Regions from separate parts of the Sus scrofa genome. Here all the other regions are linked to region 2. Evidence: chromatin contacts called from public Hi-C data. All regions are on one chromosome and are shown on one strand. Each heading gives the region's core, a stretch centred on a gene start, on an enhancer-like site or on the middle of the called end of the contact. The rest is flanking DNA. Distances are from core to core; before and after follow the strand shown. Region 1 has its middle 89 kb from the start of WDR75. Region 2 has its middle 32 kb from the start of COL5A2. Region 3 overlaps COL5A2 (collagen type V alpha 2 chain).

Region 1 (4,594 bases), core at 313-2,812, 100 kb before region 2:
AACTCACTGAGCAAGGCCATGGATCGAACCTGCAACCTCATGGTTCCTAGTCCGATTCGTTAACCACTGAGCCATGATGGGAACTCCAATTGAAGGTATTTAAAGTGTACATTGCGGTGATTTGATACACATATATATTGTGAAAGGATTCCCCCATCCGTATAGCTAATTAACACACGTGTCACCTCACGTTCATCTTTTTTGGTGAGAACATTTAAGTTCTACTCTCTTAGCAAATTTTAATTATACAATAAAGTTTTATCAATCTTATAGCTGAAAGTTTGTGCCATCTTACCAATCTAATTGTTACACATTAGATTCACCATGTAGCTGAAAGTTTGTACCCTTTTACCAACGTCTCCCTATTTCCCCCATCCACCAGCCCCTGATGACCACTTTTCTGTTCTATGTTTCTATGAGTTTAATCCTTTATTTTTAAAGATTCCACATACAAGCATACCATGGAGTATTTGTCTTTTTCTGTCTGGCTTATATCTCTTAGCATAATGCCTGTAAGATCCTTCCATGTTTTAGCAAATGGCAGGATTCCTGTCTTTCTCATGGCTGAATAATATTCCACTCTGTGTGTGTGTATATCTGGTTATCTATCTATCTATGTATCTATGTATCTATCTATCTATCCCACATGTTCTTATCCACTCATCCATTGAGTTGTTTACATATTTTGGTTATTGTGAATAATGCTGCAATGAAGATGGGAGGGCAGATATACTGTTGGTATCCTTTGTTCATTTCCTTTAGAAATTTCTACTTTTAGGCTTACTCTTCCAATTTTTAAATGTTGTCAACTAACTGAAAAAAGTCTAAAATGCTATGTAAGTCAAACTGAACATGTGTTTGGGCTGGACCCAGTTTGCCACATCTGTGTAGAGTCTGATCCACAACAGAATCAAGGGAGGGATGAGTGTGGATCTGGGAGAAGAACTGCCTTTTCAAAGGAAGCATGTGTGTGGGAAATGCCAAGAGTAAAGGAGAGATGAAGGACTGAACTAGGGAGTGGAGCAGCGATGAGTCACTTAAGGAGTCAAGAGAGATCAGGTCGCCCTCCATTAACATGCCTATTAAATGAAGGAATAACACTTATTGGGATAATGCTAAAACATTTTATAATATTATGCCTTCTTTCATGTTCATATCATCATATTGTCAGGAAACAAACCAATAAGACCATGTATGGATTTTGGATGCTATTTAGAACTAGGTGGTTTATTGTTTGGTACTTTGGGGAGAAAAGAAGAGAAAGTGGAGGAGCCAGCTAAGAGTAGAGAATAGGCCTTGGAGGTGAAGACTGCTAATCTGTAAATGAGCGAAGTACAGTTAAATTAAAAGAGTATGTAGAGAAAAGAGCTCAGGAGTATTGTTCAATACTTAGAATGGAAAGCGAGAACTGGGGTTAGACAAAAGTGGAGAATAGCCAGGAATCAAGTCCTGGTGGGCTGGGAGGTGACTTGGCAGTTTTGGTCAAAGTGGAAGCCAAGGTGAGATACTGAACTGGGTGGCCAAGATCAGAGCCAGAACTATTGAATACGGAGCCAGGGATCTGGAGGCAGTTTGGAAGGATATGCAGGGGGGGCTATGCCAAGAATATATACCCTCTGGTTTGGAGTTTTCAAATGGGAAAATTGCTGAGTTCACAATAGATATTATGTAACATAGTGATTCTTCTTAGGCCAGTCTTTATGTTAACATCGAATTAAGAGTTAAACAAATTTAAAATCTGGAATTTGGTTTAAAAAGATGAAAACATCCAAACATATCATCTTTCCAACAAATGTTTTTTAAACAGATATTTTAGCCAAGTTGCCTAAGAACAACAGTTGACGAGAACTGCACGTCTTCAAACACTGTCTACTGCAGAATGGAAACAGGAACCTCTGGGAATATCTATGAGTCATAAAATGTTGTAGGAACTTTCCAAAGATGCTTTTTTTTGTTAGGATGGAGAGTTCTAATCTCACATTGGCAGGCTTTCTTGGCGACAAGGTACATTGTTTACTTTGATTCCTTCTCAGCTGTCCTGCATGACCTTGGTTCATCAAGTTTTTGATATATTGGAGCAGAAGAGTTGCATAATATGATGAGATTGTAACCCCTTCTGCTCTTCTAGTCTCTTAAAATAGATAAAAATCATGATTCTAATCTAAGCTTTCTCTGTATGTTCAATTTTTTGAAGAAAGTATTTAGATTACTCCCATAATTTTGAAAGCTTATAGTACTGATAATTGGAGACATATGGTTTATTTAATTAAAAGAGGGATGTCAAAAAACATTTCATAATGCTGCCAGAAAGGATTATTTCTGTGTGTGCATGTTTGCATGAGGGGGTTATTTAGTATAGTTTAAATACTGATATTTCAGTTTGGCAAAATACAGACACAAATGCATATATCATAAACATAGTTATCAATGTGAAGCACTGACCAGAAAGTAGGCCAGAAAAAAAGAGTACCTAAGCCTTAATCCATAAATTAATCCTGAATCCAGATTCTTTGATATTTAATGGAATGTGAATAATTTCTAAATTGATTTATTGTTTAGACTTTTTTCCTATCTTTATTTAATTCTTAAAATAGAGGTGTACTTTACTTAACATGTGAAAATCTTAAGTGTACAGTTCAGAAGTTTTTCAACTTTGTGTAATCATCACCCAAATCAACATACAGAACATTTCCATCACCCAGAAAGCTTCCCTGTGCTCCTTCCTAGTCTTTTTCCTACCTCTTCCAAATACCAGATAGTGTAGATTAGCTTTGCATGTTCTTGTACTTCAAATAAATTGAATTATATAGTGTGTACTCTCTTGGCTTTGGTGTCTTTGACCCAACTTGTTTTGAAGATTCATACACATTGTTGTGTATATCAATTGTTCATTCCTTTTAGTTGCTAAGCAGCATCCATCATGTAAGTGTACCACTGTTTTTTTTTTTTATATTATTTCTCAAATACGTTATTTTTTTCTACTATACAGCATGGTGGCCCAGTTATACATACATGTATACATTCTTTTTTCTCACATTATCATGCTCCATCATAAGTGACTAGATATAGTTCCCAGTGCTATACAGCAGGATCTCATTGCTAATCCATTCCAAAGGCAATAGTTTGCATCTATTAACCCCAAGCTCCCAAACCATCCCACTCCCTCCTCCTCCCCCTTGGCAACCACAGTCTATTCTCCAAGTCCATGAATAGACATTTCTCCAAGGAAGATATACAGATGGCCAACAGGCACATGAAAAAATGCTCAACATCACCACTGTTTGTTTTATTCTCTTCATGATAGGTTTGCATTGTTTCAGATTTTGGCTATTATAAATAAGGGTGGTAAAACATTCATGTGATTGTCATTTTGTGGATATGTTTTTATTTTTATTTTTATTTTTGTCTTTTTTTTTTTTTTTGTCTTTTGAGGCCCTCACCTGTGGCATACGGAGGTTCTCAGCCTAGGGGTCTAATCAGAGCTGTTGCCACCAGCCTACGCCAGAGCCACAGCAACGCCAGATCCGAGTCATGTCTGTGACGTACACCACAGCTCACGGCAACACTGGATCCTTAACCCACTGAGTGAGGCCAGAGATTGAACCTGCAACCTCATGGTTCCTAGTCAGATTCGTTTACACTGCGCCATCATGGGAACTCCTGTATATGTGTTTACATCTTGGGTAATATCTAGATGTGGGGGTCACTGCATCATAGGACTTTGGCAAGTTGTTTGGCAATTTCTTATAATGTGGCTGTATGATGTTACAATCTTATCAGCAGTGCATGGAGTTTCAAATGTCCTACATCTTTGTCATCTTTTGGTATTATTAGTCTTTTTGATTTTAACTACTTGAGTGGGATTAAAACATCACATTGTGACTTTTATTTGAGTTTCTCTGATTACTAATGATATGAAGAACTTTTTGTGTGTTTTATTGACCATTTATATATCTTCCTTTATGAGGTGTACCTTCAGTTCCTTTACTCATTTTTTTCTCTCTCTCTCTTATATATATGTAATATAATGTAAAGTCCATTATATTACATATATATATATTCATTATATAATGTAATGGCATTTACATGTCTATATGAATATATATATTAATATTTATACATACATACTTTTTTGGTCAAAAATTCTCTTTATATTATGTAAGTCCTTTATCAGATAAATGTTTTCTGAACATTTTCTCCTAGTTTGTGTCTTGTCTATTCATTTCTTTTTATTTATTGAGAAATTATTCACATAGCAGAAAATTCATCTTTTTAAATTAAATTATACTAAATTATATATATATATATAATATAATTTAGTATATAATTATATATATATATAATTTAGTATATAATTATACTAAAATTATACTTTTTAGTATAGTCACAAGGTTCTGCAACCATCAGCAATATATTATTCTAGAGCATTTTGGTAACCTCCTTATCATTAGCATTCATTCCGCATTTTCCCTCTATTCCTCCAGACCCTGGCAACTGCTAATACACTTTCTGTCTCTGTGGATTTGCCTATTCTAAACAGACAATATAAATGGAATCATACAATCTGGCCTTTTGTGTGTGCCTTCTTATCAGT
Region 2 (4,293 bases), core at 1,366-3,865:
TAATTTAGATTTTGTTAGATCCATTGAATGGTAATAAAAATGTACATTTTCAAGTATACACATTGTATCATAGAAAATGCTAAAGGCCCAGAGTATTATCAGATTTATTTAATCCTTAATAACACTCTGAGGTAGTATTACTATTTTCCCTATTTAAAGAAATGGAGACTGAGAAAGCCTAGATAATTCACCAACTTCACAGCTAGTAAGTGGCAAAGTTCAGAATTTAGGGCTGCATGACTCTGGAGTTTGTGATATTAATGAATTGCATTATTATATCATTATTTCTTTAGAATCCTAATATCTGCCCTCCAGTGTGATTACTGTTTAATTGTAATGACATGTGTAACCTTTACTGTAGCACTAATCACATTATTGGTTTTTTTTTTTTTTTTTTCGTCTTTTTGCCTTTTCTAGGGCTGCTCCTGCAGCACATGGAGGTTCCTAGGCTAGGCATCTAATTGGAGCTGTAGCCACCAGCCTACACCACAGCCACAGCAACACGGGATCCGAGCTGTGTTTGCAACTTACATCACAGCTCATGGCAATGCTGGATCCTTAACCCACTGAGCAAGGCCAGGGATCGAACCTGCAACCTCATGGTTCCTAGTTGAATTTGTTAACCACTGAGCCACGACGGGAACTCCACATTATCGTTTTTTGTTTGTTGTTTACATACTAGGTCTTGAAAGGTCAAGACAGCAGGTATTTAGTTTTCTCAGCTTTAAATTCCCATCCCCTAGCCTCTAGAGAAAAGAATACTGAATGAATGAATGAGTTAGTTAATCATTCAGTCAATCTAACAAGAGCCAGTAGAGATTAGTAGATTGACTCAAAAGGAGAATTGTCTATGGAGAATTTTTAAAAATGAGCTGCTAAAAGTTGGTCTGCTTTATATTAGTAGTCTCCACTGCCAATTCTAAACAATGTCAATGACAAAAGAATCCTCTCCACCTGGGTGGATCACTGTCACTGTACACCTCCCCTCCCCCAAGCAGTTGGTCTCAAATCAGGCTACCAGAGTTTTCAGTGAATACTTGCTGGCAGCAATTTTGGGATTGTCTTATTTGTCCAATCCATCAGATACCTCTTGGCCTTCTCTGACTTTCTCCTGCACAGTTTCCCATCTCATACAGGTTAGAGGCTATTGGTGATTTGTTCCAACACACTTGTATATTGCTGTCTAATTTTGTTGTAAATGTTGTCCATGGGTTTTTTGTTTTACTCTCTAGCTCTTTTGTCCATTTTTATATAGATTTTATAGAAGATCCAAAAACGATGGTGTCCCTACTTCTGTCATCTTCCCAGAGTTCCCCTGGGTACTTTAATTTTTAATTTTTGTCAATATGAAATATAAATGGTACCTCATTGTTCTTTTTTTTTTTTCTTTTTTTTGTCTTTTTAGGGCCACACTTGTGGCATATGGAAGTTCTCTAGCTAGGGGTTGAATTGAAGCTGCAATCGCTGGCCTACATTACACCACAGCCACAGCAATGCTAGATCCGAGCCACATCTGCAATATACCACCACAGCTCATGGCAACGCTGGATCCTTAACCCACTGATTGAGGCCTCATGGATACTAGTCAGGTTCATTACCACTGAGCCACAATGGGAACTCCTGTTTTTAACTGTTTATTACTTGATGTTTAGTAAGCCTGATATTTTCTTATGTATTTTTTCTTTTGTGTATGGCCTGTTTGTAGTTTTTCTATTAGAGTCTTTGCCTTTTTCATAATAAGTAGAAACTCATTTTTTCCCCCCTTTTTTTTCAGCCACACATGTGGCATATGGCAGTTCCCAGGCCAGGGATCGAATCCAATCCTGTGGCAATGCCAGACCCTTAACACACTGTGCCGGGCTGAGGATCAAACCAGCAACACCACAGAGACAAGCCAGATCATTAACCCACTGTGCCACAGTGGGAACTCCTGTAAGAACTCATCCTAAGACGTAAATCTTAATTCTTATCTATCACATCACCATCATCATCATCATTTTTAACAGTGTGGCATTTATCATCTAAATTTGTGTTGACATTGTTTTAAACTAAGTGAATTAATTTTTCAAATTTTTTCTATATTGACTTTGGTTACATTTAGAGAGACCCACCCACTGGTTGATGAAAAGTTTGATAAGTTTTACTGATGAAAAATATTTAATTAATGTCACTTCAGGATGAAGAACCATGAAATCTTGGAAAGCAGCACATTTTCTTAATAGGAAATGGCACCAAACAATGTTATTTCTATTTGTAGATGGTCTCTGCATGTTATGGTCTATTAAACAAGTAATAACTCAGGTTTTTGCAGTGCCTCATTCTTTAAAAGAAAATGACTTCTTTCGCTTATCTAATTGAGGCTCATGATAATTCATATGCTTAGAAAAATAACTGCCTAAAGTCAGCAGCAATGGATTTCTTTTCCAAGTGAATTCTGCGTAATTATAAATCTCTTTTGTTGTTAAGAGCTCTGTAGATTAGTATTAGCAACTATAGTTAAAAAAAAATTGTGGACAAACCAGTGAACGGACATTTGCCAGGAAATGGATTGTTTGCAGACTGCTTGGCAGAGATCCCTGTAAAGAAGCACATCTACCCCCACCCCTTTACTCTGCTTTTCCTGCCTGCTCTGTTCCAAAGAAGCAAATGTTTAGGCACATTTGAACCATCAAAACGGGAAGTTTCTACTACTCTGAACAAAATAAATGATAAAGACCAGATGATATTTAAATATTACCCATTTTTTCTACAGTTGACATCTTTACATTTTTAAAAGTATTCTAAAAGGTCACCCTTCCATAGGCTTTTCTCTGTTTGATATTAAGTTAAAAGTTTAAGAAAGCTGTAAAGCACTCTTACGTAATTTGTGGAATTATTTCTTGGATGGAAGTTTTTTCTAAAAAAATGTCTCTTTAAGTAAAAATTTTTAGTTCTTATGATGCTGCAATTCTGGTGAGTCAGAAACAAACCATATTTGGACTTTCAGTTTTCCCCTTTCAATGGCTTCCTCTGACTTTTTTTTTTTTTTTTTCCAAGCTTAACAAATGTAAAATATTTTAATCAAGTGAAAACAGACGAAATGTGACTCATTCTGCTGGGCTAGAGATTGGTTTGCTGATGTCATCCCATTCTCTGCCGCCAAATCACTCTAAGCCAAAAAATCAATCTAGAAGATCCTGCATTTCAGTGTAGGAAGGAAAGCATTTTGTTTTAAACTCTCTTTTATCTCCCCATTCCCTCTCCTTTATGTTTCCTCAAAAAGCCCCCAAAACTTGAATAATTTCATACTTTGCTTTGTGTCTTTTACCGCATACATTTGCTTTCAGCCCCCGTGTCTCTATTCTACGGCTTAATATATATTTCTTCGAAGACTGTTTGCTATTCTTTGTGTAGAAAAGAGAGCCATAAGATTTATACTTAGCAGCTTGAAAACTCTGCTCACTCTTTCTACAGCCTCCCTTTTAGGACAGGCATTACTATCTGTTTTCATGACTTTATCTACCATCTTTATTCTGAGAGCTCTGAAATCTTTATCTTTTTTAGGAACTGCTTTAAAGGACCTGACTCAAATTCGACTTTCAAGGGACATCAATCCTCAGATGTCCCTCAAGCACCTTTTAATTCAAAATATTCAAAACTGAATTAATTATTCCTACTGAGCACCCAAAACTGACCTTTTAAATATTTTTTTTGTGGTTAATATTAATAGCTTCATCATCCTTCCAGTCACCAAAACTAGTCTCTGAAGTATTTTTTTAAAGCTCTCCTCTCCATGAGCCTTCTGGTTGAGTAACTGTTCATATATTATTGCTTCCTTCTCAGAAATAACTCAAGAATTTAGTCCAGTTTTAGTTGTTAAAAGGAAGGACTTTGGAACCAGAAGACTGGGGTTTAAATCCTGTCTCCACTATGACTACCTGTGTGACTTAGAGCTTATTAATTGAAATCTCCCTGGGTCTCAGTTTTCTTATCTATGAAATGGAAGTATAGTATGAAAGTACAGGGATAATGGATTTAGAAAGGTGCTTGGTATATTGTAAGTTCACCATACTCTTAGCTATTATTATTATCAGCATTATCATCGCCACAGATTCAGTGACTTTATCTCTTTTCTACAATATTGAAATGATCTTTTAAGTAATCTTCTAACTCCAGTCCTTACCACTCCATTTCCTAATCCAGGTAAAAAGTTTCTGTCAGTCAGAGTCCAGTTAGAACACTAGAAGTTATACTAAGTATTTCAACATAGAGAATTGAAAAGGTATTGAATAATAGTTATTAGAGGATTAAAAA
Region 3 (4,377 bases), core at 1,746-4,245, 120 kb after region 2:
ATATATACTAATATCTAACTCTCTATGGATTTTTAACCTTCCAAACATCTATTTATCTATATCTAAATGGGAGAAATAGATGAGCAAGGAAGCAACAAATAACCTTAAATATATAAACAAGGAAACGCCTTATTTTAGATTATGTTGCTAGGAATGCTTGCCACTGGTTTCATCCTTGATATTATTTTTTGTTTCTACACATTTCACCAAGTATAGGTTGATGCCAATACTTTTTCCAAACTGCAGCTGGAGTTATGGAAGGTATTTGCAGTGGCCCCAGGGAAGTAATGCACAGCCACGTAGTTGGGCAGCAGTACTGTGTTCCGATTACCTTATGTCCCATTTTTCGTTGCTGTTCTGCTGAGTTGCCTTGCCTATGTTGGTAACTTAAACACTGTTGGTAGTTCTTCAGATGTCTGTCCAGTGTCCAGGATGACAGATAGTTGGAAGGTGACTTCAGTTGGGTAGAGGTAGGTGGTCATGTAGACAACACTGTGTGTCGATGTGCACAGAATAATTGATAAAACTGAGTCCTAAGTCTAGGCGGAAGTTGCTATGGAAACAGTGATTGGACTTCCAGAAATTCTTGTTAGGATTCAGTGAATCTACTCCTTATTCCTCTTACTCTTCTGTTTCCCCTCCTTTCTGCTTCCCTTCCCTTCTCTTCTTTTCTCTTTGTAAGTGATATGCTCCATTTCCTATCTTGATTAGACCTGAGACAGTCAGTGTGAAGTGTGTGTGTGTGTGTGTGTGTGTGTGTGTGTGTGTGTGCGTGAAAAGAATGAGGAATAGTTATTTATGTAGAATTGAGCAAGGCAATCCTGGCAGACACCCAAGTAGGAAATCTGTCCCTCTCTTATCCTAGCAAACAGTCGTGTGATGGTGTTTAGTAACTGACTCATTTTAAAAAATGTGCCTGTAGCTTTTGCTGATTTCCCTGGTGTAAATACTCCCACCATGGCTGTTTTCAAGATACTGGAATGATGTCATAAAACACATACAGGTAGAATGCTTTATCTCAGGTCCCAAGACTTGTCTACCTGGACAAGAGATATATGGCCAGCAAAATATAAGCTGGTGCTGTTATCATAAATATGATTTTTCTCCCCTTACTTCCATAACCATCAACCACTACTTCACACAGTAGAACACAATTTCTTAACACGATTGATGTTTGGGGCCAGATAATTCCTTATGAATTGTAGGACACTTGGCAGCATTCCTCATTTCTACCCTTTAGATGCTAGTAGCAGCACCTGCCCCCTCCCTCATAAAATACCTCTTGGTGTTGCCACATGTCCCTTGGTGAGGGGTGGAAAGTGCTTAAGATTAATAACTACTGATGTAGTGATACTTTCATGAAGCCTTTATTACTAACCAGTTATCATCATGATTGGCTCTCAGCATGTCCTTAGTTTTAAGTGTATTGTCCTGGAAACTTCATAGAGACAAACTAGGAACCTGTCAGGAGGTGGACAGTCAATGGTGTGCTGAGTTCTAATTCTACAGGACACTTAACCTCTATAGATCTGTTTCCTCATCTGTAAAAGTGGAAATATACCAGTTCTTACTAACTCTAACATCATTAGTAGTCTTTTCTACTTGGGACTGTTTAAAGTCGCCACCTAGTGGCAATCTACAAGTACTTTCTGTTTTATCGTGGATTGCTGCCTGAGATACTGGGAATATTCTGGAGGATGGGAAGGAATAATTATACATTGAACACTCACCTTAATATAAAACTTATGTGCATCAGATCACTTGGAAATATGAAAGTATGTGTTTTAATGTATTCTAAACATAATTTTTGTTTTAAAGTTTTATCAGTAAAATATATAATATTTTTTCTTATTTTCTCTTATAATCATGCTCATTATGCTCACTTAATTTTGATAACTTTAACAAGTTTTTATTGATTTTAATCTCAATTTGTATGGAAGTAAATCATGTAAGCTATTTAGAGGAGATACCATGGAGGCACAGAATGCATCATGAAGCCAGTGAGAAAGTGAGCTGTCTTCAGAGCAGACTTTTAAACATGATCATTAATCACAGAGAACTGGAAAAAGGACATACGTTTTTGAGGATTAATATTAGCCAAACCTCTCTCTACTCCCACGGACACTAAATGTTGTTTTTGGTTTTGTCTTTGGAAATCTCTTTGGGAGCAGAGATTGTTTTAGCTCTTTTTTTGTTGTTGTTGTTATTTTTTTATCTCATTTTTCTCAATATTAACAATACTTGGTTATCAATGATCAGTTTCACACTTTAAAAATACTTTAAGAGTTTTCCACACAAGGTTTTGTGAGTAGGCTGGACTATTGCCAATATACATTTCCAGCTCATGGTGTCACATTTATATGATTCAGAAGTCCTATATAGCAATTAAAAATTAGCCTCCATTATGTATAATGAAAAAAGAGTGCAGTGATTTGTTAGTGGTTTAGCAGTCAGAAGGGTCTTGATTTTTAAAGGGTGAGAATAATTTTCTGAGAAATTAGTTTTGAAAATGTGAGCTTTTTTAGGCTAAGTTACCTACTTCTATTTGAATAGATAAATTAGCTGAATTATTCCACTACTCCAGAAAGTAAACATGTCAAACATAAATGTTTGAATATATTGAAATATATTAGTTAAATTTCTCAATAGCTATTATGCCCCCAAACATCCTATACAAACTGCCCCCTCTGCTTATCCCATATTTACTCCCTCTGCTGTATCAGGTCATTTTGGCTTATTATGTAGATATTCTCATGCTTAAGCATAAGAAGCTTCTTTTGCTATTAAACTCTAACTCACTTACCATATTTTTCTTGATCCCTGCTTCTATTTAGTAAAATCACATTGGATTTTGAGTTCTTTAGTCCTTTCTTTCCTTTCTTTCTTCCTGTTTAGAATCTCCAGGGTTAAAAAGCCAGCAAATACTTAACAAGTCTTATGGGAATGATGAGGTTAGGAGACGGAGCCTTTCCAGAACTGAGGACGTGGCTGTTCCCCAAGCTGCCTTCAGAATGTGGGTTAGGAGGAGGGTGGAATTTGGCAGCTAACGCTCATTGCTCACTTCCCTGAGAACTAGACTTGGCAGAGTCCCCATGCCTTTCCCTCTCCTTCTCATTGCTCTGGTCTACCTTTGGGAGTGGTAGGGAAAATAAAGCGTGCCAGACTTCAAGTACTAGGGTAAAGAGGATTGAAATGTGAAAATGTAATAAGCATATACTGAATGTCTACTATCAGCCAGGAAATATGTGAAGCATTAAAAAATTAGAAAGATGAGAAAAACCACAAACCCCGATCAGGAACCCATCACATTCTTTTTATAAGTGAGGAGAGATTAAGCAAGCACATACAAAGTTAATTTAATCTAAGACAGACAAATGAATTTAGAAATTGTTGGAGTTTCCTGGTGTCCGAGTGGTTAAAGGGTCTAGCATTATCACTGCTGTGGCTCAGGTCACTGTTGTGGCACAGGTTTGATTCCTGGCCTAGGAATTTCTGTATGCCATGGGCATGGCCAAAAAAAAAAAAAAAAAGAAAAAAAGAAAAAGACAATGTTGATTAGATATTCTTGAAGAGCAAAACTCAACCAAATAAGCAAGCTGATTATAAAATACTGATGAACTGAATTCAGTCTTCCAAGAAGAATGATTACTGGGGATTTAACACATCAAAAGTAAAATTCTTACACAGAATATACCATGTTCTGATGGTAGAGGCTGTAACCAGTGCTGAAATCTGCAATGTTGGCATAGCTGATGAAACATACTGTAGGGGGCTGGCTTGCTATTTTTTAAGACAATTTTTTAAAGGTAGTTTTAGGTTTACATCAAATTGAAGGTAAAGTACAGAGAGTTCCTATATACTCTCTGCCCCCATACATGCATAGCTTTCCCCATTATCAACATCCCCTGTCAGAGTCCATAGTGTACATTAAGGTTCCCTCTTGGTGTTATATATTTTGTGTCTTCAAGCAAGTGTATATTTACATGTGTATACCATTATAGTATCTTAAGAGTATTTTCACTGCCCTAAAAATCATTGTGCTCTGTCTATTCATCCCCCACATCCTCACCCTAACCCCTGCAGCCACCAACCTTTTGCTGTCTCAATAGTTTTGCTTTTACCAGAATGTCATAGAGTTGGAATCATACAGTATGGCTAGTCATTTAAAAAATAACGAAAACACTTCTCCATTGAGAAGTCTGTGCATTTTGTTTTCTACTAAGTACATATTTATTTATTTATTTATTTATTTATTTATTTTTTGTCTTTTTGCTATTTCTTTGGGCCGCTCCCGCGGCATATGGAGGTTCCCAGGCTAGGGGTCGAATCGGAGCTGTAGCCACCGGCCTACGCCAGAGCCACAGCAACGCAGGATCC

Evidence for each region. Hi-C and Micro-C count contacts between places; a contact is called where the count stands out from the background.
Region 1: a contact with region 2 is called in a Hi-C map of skeletal muscle, with 5 times the contacts expected there. The contact joins two enhancer-like sites. A contact is called at or near these places in 4 of 47 Hi-C or Micro-C datasets (embryonic fibroblasts, fibroblasts, heart right ventricle and 1 more).
Region 3: a Hi-C map of skeletal muscle shows a contact between it and region 2, with 3 times the contacts expected there. The contact joins two enhancer-like sites. A contact is called at or near these places in 3 of 47 Hi-C or Micro-C datasets (embryonic fibroblasts, skeletal muscle and subcutaneous adipose tissue) and 1 of 2 datasets of contacts at active chromatin or transcription factors (skeletal muscle).

What each region holds. Positions count from the first base shown.
Region 1 is chr15:93,890,224-93,894,817 of Sscrofa11.1, reverse strand. It overlaps a transcript of COL5A2 not described here. Among named protein-coding and RNA genes, the nearest start is that of WDR75, 89 kb to the left of the region's middle. Within about 2 kb of position 1,562, at least 18 of the 83 cell types and tissues checked have an H3K27ac peak or open chromatin away from gene starts, as enhancers often do. A contact at or near this core is called in skeletal muscle, where this site is marked.
Region 2 is chr15:93,788,298-93,792,590 of Sscrofa11.1, reverse strand. It overlaps a transcript of COL5A2 not described here. Among named protein-coding and RNA genes, the nearest start is that of COL5A2, 32 kb to the right of the region's middle. Within about 2 kb of position 2,615, at least 32 of the 83 cell types and tissues checked have an H3K27ac peak or open chromatin away from gene starts, as enhancers often do. A contact at or near this core is called in skeletal muscle, where this site is marked.
Region 3 is chr15:93,669,604-93,673,980 of Sscrofa11.1, reverse strand. The region is part of intron 6 of COL5A2 (collagen type V alpha 2 chain); the gene reads left to right. Among named protein-coding and RNA genes, the nearest start is that of COL5A2, 87 kb to the left of the region's middle. Within about 2 kb of position 2,995, at least 17 of the 83 cell types and tissues checked have an H3K27ac peak or open chromatin away from gene starts, as enhancers often do. A contact at or near this core is called in skeletal muscle, where this site is marked.